Linked DNA regions of Sus scrofa: region 1 is linked to region 2. Evidence: chromatin contacts called from public Hi-C data. All regions are on one chromosome and are shown on one strand. The core of a region is the stretch at or near the end of the contact, and the rest is flanking DNA. Distances in the headings are between cores, read along the strand shown.

Region 1 (2,700 bases), core at 15-2,514, 36 kb after region 2:
AGTTTCGAGAGGTCAGAAATCATAGTATTACTCCTCCAAAAAAGTTCATTATGGAGACAGTAACGCTGAACTAAATGAGCAGCTTCGGCCGAGTTGAAGAAGCAGGGCCCGTCCTAACTGATGAAGCTCACAGGCAAGAGAATGAATGACAATCACTCATTGTCTCTCCGGCCGGGCTCCGAACGCATCTCCAGGTCTGCAAAAGTAAAGCGCCTGCAGACTTGAACTTTAACTCTCGGAAAGTACACCGGCGGCTGAAGAGAAAGCTCAACTCGCTTCCGACAGTCCTGGCCCGGCCTCCATCCCCCACCCCCAAACACGGATTCGCGCTCTCTTTTTAAAGAGCGAGAAACTTTACAAACTTGAAGCGGCACCAGCCCGCGGCTCGCCAACCGGGAGCTGGCGGCTCCCAGCAGAAGGGAACAGAACCCGAGGAGTAAGTTAACAATGAAATCACGTGAAAGAGTTAGAGCGGCACCTCTGCGCTCCCAGCTCCTCCGAAGCCTCGGCCGCACAGAGGCCGGGTCCCGGGCGGCGGCGCGCGGGCGGGCCCGGCAGGTCCGCGCTGACAGCCGCCCGCCGTCCGCCCCCGGCGCTGGGGCTGACAGCCGGGCAGACACACCGCCGCACGTGCGCCCTCGGCACCACAACACGGCCGCCTGTCACCTCCGCGCCGCGCGGCCGCCCGGGCCGAGAGCGAGCGCCGGGAGCGCGGGCGGTGGGGAGGCGCGGGCCGGGCGGCGGGCGGGCGGCCGGCGCAGGGGCCGGGCCGGTGGGCGCGCCCCGAGGGAAAGCCGGACGCCGCACGGCCCGCCCGAGGCTCCGCGGCCTGGGCGGCCGCCGCCGCCCCCTCCCGCTGCCGGCTCCCAGCTCCCCGGCTCGGCTCGCGGAGGCGGCGGGCGCCGCGCGGGCCGCGGGGCGGGGGACCCGGGAGCCGGGCGCCGGCCGGGCGCGAGGGGGCGGCCGCGGCGCCCCAGCCCGAGGCCTGGCGCAGAGCAGCGGGAGGCGGCACAGGCCGCGGCGGGGCCTGCAGCGGCCACCGGCCCCGCGAGGCGGCGGGGCGAGCCCCGGAGCGGCTCGGCCTCGGGCTCGACGCCCGGGGGCGGCCGGGGGCGGCCCCTCGGCTACTTACCGGGGGCGGAGAGCGCCGGGTTCCCGGGGCCCCGGGCCGGACCGCGGAGATGCCCCAAACTGACACGGCCGCCATCTTGGAGACAGTGAGCTCCGGCCGGGGGGAGGGGAGGCGAGGCGGCGGAACAGCCGCGGGGGGAGGGGAAACGTCGCGAGGGAACGGCTGCCTGGGGGAGGGCGCGGGAACAGCCCGGGAGGGAGGCGAGGGGGAGGGGGAGGGAGGGGCCGCACGGGAGGGGGGCGGCCGAGGAGCGGGAAGATCTGGGCCGAGAGCCGGGAAGGGCCGGAGGGCGGGGCGGGGCAGAAGGGAAGAGCCAGCCTGGCCGGTCACGTGGGGCCGGTACAAAAGGCCAAAGCCAAAGTGGGAGGAGGACTGGAGGGGCTGGAGGCCTGCGGCCGGGGGCTCCAGCTCGCCCTCGTTGCGAGGTTCGGCCGGGCGGATACCCGGGCGAAGAAGCTGCTGTCTCCCCATTACACAGCTGGGGAAGCTGAGGGCAGCGCCCGGGTGGGGAGGCTTCAGTGCGGCGCGGAAATCCGGTAGGATCTGAACTCTGATGGCGCCCGTGTTTACAGCCACCGAGCCTCCCTCCGCAGCGCGATGTCCGCGCCCCGCTCCCCCCGCGCCTCCCGGAGCCTGAGGTCTGGAGCTGGGCGGAGGGCGGGGAAGGGCCGCCTGCCCTCACCGTTCCTTCCCGTCTCCTTCTCCCCACACGCCTCAGCCCTTTGCAGGAGAAAGAGCAGGTGCGATGAGAGGGGAGAAGGACAGAAAGTTGGACACCTTACGGGGCCCTCTCATCAGAATGACCTCATTCCCACTCCGAGAGACTTGTTGGACTTTTTGTTGAGCCATTTTTGTGAAGAACCACGTAGGCTCGGGACTGAGACTCGCACAAGGTCACACAGCTGTTGGGTGGCACACATCTGAGTTTGGAGCCTCGAAGTGTCTCATTCCGTCGCCTGTCTTCTGCTGCTGCCCTTCGCAGAATTGCTCTTGTCAGAATTTATGGCTGAACTACGAACGGGCACCTTTCATGGCCTGTCTGTCCAATACTGGCTGCATGGATGTTTCTTTGTCTTTCATTTAGTTGAAACTCCTGAGGCAGAGATTGAGTCATTTCCCTGCCTTCACTGGAAGGGCAGTAAATGACATGCAAAATGCGTGAGGACTTCGTGTGGAAGCGTTTTCCTGCCACTGGTCCTTTTTATCTGCCTTGTGCCCCCCTGCTAGACGGTCCTCCCCAGCACCTCCTCCTTTTATCTCAGCCCTAACTTTTAAAGACCATCCCCTCACTCACTACCTTAACTTTCGTGTTTACTTCCTTTTATGAACTTCTCTAGGTCGACCGTTTTCACTCTTCGCGGGGCGCTTGTTGTGTGGCCTTTCTGCACCTTTGATGAATGCATTCCCAGATATGTTCTCTTCTAGGATGCCTCTTTGCATCGCCAGTGGCACCGTGTTTGTACAAGCAGTACAGATTCCAAAAAATGTTACTGGTGGGTGAACATTATTTCAGCCCGCTAAGAAAGAGGTGGGAGTGAGGGGTTTCCTGGTGGCTGAGCGAGTTAAAG
Region 2 (2,700 bases), core at 5-2,504:
TATCCATAGCACTTATGTGTAAGAATGCTGAATTAGATGCTAGAGAAACAAAACTAGTTCCTTGCTTCTGGGTCTTACAATCTAGTTGTAAAAATAGAATATACGCATTAAAAATACATTATAATACAGTGTAACACATGATAAGAAACAAATGCAATATACTATACTATAGTATTTTCACCCAAATGAACCTATGGAAATAATGCTTCCCTAAAATGAAAAAGGAGGACCACATCTAGATTTTTTTTTAAAGATTATATAAATCTTTAATTAACAGCTAAAACCATTTTCTTTGAACATGGATGTAAAGTCTCACTAAATTATGAAAAAGAATAAAAAGCTATTTTTTTCTCTGAAATCACTGACATTTTACACAGTCAAGATACTCAACTTTAGGAGTTCCCATCGTGGCTCAGTGGTTAACAAATCCAACTAGGAACCCTGAGGTTGCGGGTTCAATCCCTGGCCTCGATCAGTGGATTAAGGATCCAGCGTTGCCATGAGCTGTGGTGTAGATCGCAGACTCGACTCGGATGCCACATTGCTGTGGTTCTGGCGCAGGCAGGCAGCTACAGCTCCAATTAGACCCCTAGCCTGGGAACCTCCATATGCCTCGGGTGCGGCCCTAGAAAAGATAAAAAGACAAAAAAAAAAAAAAAAAAAAAAAAAAGATACTCAACTTTATTAGTAGTCTTAAAATTAAGAACCCCAAATTTCAAGATCTCATACTACCTTCTTTATCCAACACAATAAATAAATGAAGTCACTTCTGTTTTAGAAATGTCTATCTGCAATGCTGATCAACAACTAAAAAACCGTGCTTCTCTAAGCTGTCCTCAAAGTCCTTTGAGAAGATCTCTCCTCCTGAAGAAGAGATTTTTTTCAAGTAATGTAATAATTTCAGGTATTTACCAGAACCTTACTTCTCTACACCACCCTAAGATTGCCCAGGAACACACGTGTGTCTGCACACTCACGTAACCCAAGTCAATACTACATCAAATTAAAGTCTCTTCCAGACTTAAATCTGTTTCATCTTCACTACTACCTCCATAAAAGTATATATAAAGCCTTAAGTGTTTAACAAGTTTGAAGCCTGAGGACAGTAGCTTTTCAAAAGAAAAGAAGAGATGTAATGAGGGTGGAACACAGTGACGTAATCCTCTACAAGGAAAGCCCTGGGCACGCAGACTGCACACACAATGAGAGATGGGGGACGCGAGCCTGAGCAGCCAGCTTGGCTTCATGCTGCACATTTTTGGCAGACATTCAACTCCTTCTGCTGTTTTCCTAGCCAGCACATTTATCTATGTAATGTCACCAGATCTAGAGGGGGAGGGAGATTGAGAAGAGGGGGAAGAGGAAGAAACTGTTTTACAGGCTGCCAGTCCTACCGCACATGCTGTTACTATACAAAGGATGTCTAGAAAGCCAGTGCGCTGCCGCTGCACAGATCCAAATGCTGCAAGCGCAAGCATGCAAGCGCAGGAGCGCACACACACACACACACACACACACACACACACGCACACGCACACAGAGGCACACACTCCACCCAAAGATCAACTGAAGAGGGAACTGCCTTCAAAAGGAAGAAAGCCTGTAATTAAAGTCTTGAAGTCTTGATTCACAAGCAATGACTCCCTTCTGAAATTGATTTCGGTTCTTGGAAGAAGGAAGGAGGAGAGGTATTCTAACCCTGTGGAGAAACAACAAGCATTCCACAAAAAAACCTGAGCTGCTCTGGTCCATGCCCACTACAGGCATGTGCTACAACAGAAATAAACCAGTAACGCAGCTGAAAAGCAAAAGTCTCCTGTCAAATAACCATTACTTTATAAATACCTAATGTACACATTGCCAATGACAACAGGAAATAAAAATGAATCTTAAGGAACAGTTCAGACATCTTAGAAACATTAGTCCTATCTATAAGTGGGAAAGTTTGCTGTTCTTAGCACTGCTCTATGCTTGTCTGGGCTGGTGTGCATGTGTGTACACAAAAACAATACTGAAACTGAAACTAGAACTGGAATGTAAAAGTAGAGATCAGAATTCATAGCTCATAGAAACTCAAAACTATTAGTTTCAATAAATGGATACTCCAACCCCATGAAACATTATATAAGTCACTACTACCAGATGCAACACATGAAAACAAAAACCCTGAATATGCATTTAACCTGAGGAACCAATCCATTCTAGTCTAAAACCAAAAAATGCCTTTTCAAGATCAAAACGCTATATCTCCAAAAATAGCATACAATCTGCCCCTAAGAATGTGTCATAAGAAACAAACAGGAAATATCATGTGTTGAAATCAGTAGTTATAAATAACCTTGGTCTACACTGACATAGTTTACACACACAAAATATATCGGCTTCAACCAACAGCTGTGCTTAGGACTTCCTTCACTTCAAATTTTAAAATCAGCTAATTAAGGAGACAGCTTGATAGGAAGCTATGCAAGTTTTCTGGTCCTAGTTCTCCAACTATGACCAACTTAACCTGTCACATTCTTCATTTGCAAAACGAAAATATGTGGCATGATTATCTCTGAAGTCTCTTTCAGTTCTTAACTTCTAAAATTATAGGTATTTTTAAATACAAAACAGGGTTTCCTACTTCCAAGGAGCTCATAATCTAGTTAAGGGTAATCATAAATGAATTAGCAAATAATATAAGACAGTGACTGGTCC

The links. A called contact is a pair of places that touch in the nucleus more often than the background predicts.
Region 1: a Hi-C map of liver shows a contact between it and region 2, with 1.5 times the contacts expected there. The contact joins the promoter of KAT6A here to the enhancer-like site in region 2. A contact is called at or near these places in 2 of 5 promoter capture datasets (fetal skeletal muscle and liver), 11 of 47 Hi-C or Micro-C datasets (alveolar macrophages, blood, embryonic fibroblasts and 5 more) and 2 of 2 datasets of contacts at active chromatin or transcription factors (alveolar macrophages and skeletal muscle).

The regions. Positions count from the first base shown.
Region 1 is chr17:11,108,710-11,111,409 of Sscrofa11.1, forward strand. It overlaps KAT6A (histone acetyltransferase KAT6A), which reads right to left and starts at 1,265. Exons shown (of 20, transcript XM_021078038.1): 1 at 1,133-1,265.
Region 2 is chr17:11,073,092-11,075,791 of Sscrofa11.1, forward strand. All of the region lies in intron 2 of KAT6A (histone acetyltransferase KAT6A), which reads right to left. Among named protein-coding and RNA genes, the nearest start is that of KAT6A, 36 kb to the right of the region's middle. Within about 2 kb of position 1,255, at least 50 of the 83 cell types and tissues checked have an H3K27ac peak or open chromatin away from gene starts, as enhancers often do. A contact at or near this core is called in alveolar macrophages, fetal liver, fetal skeletal muscle and 2 more, where this site is marked.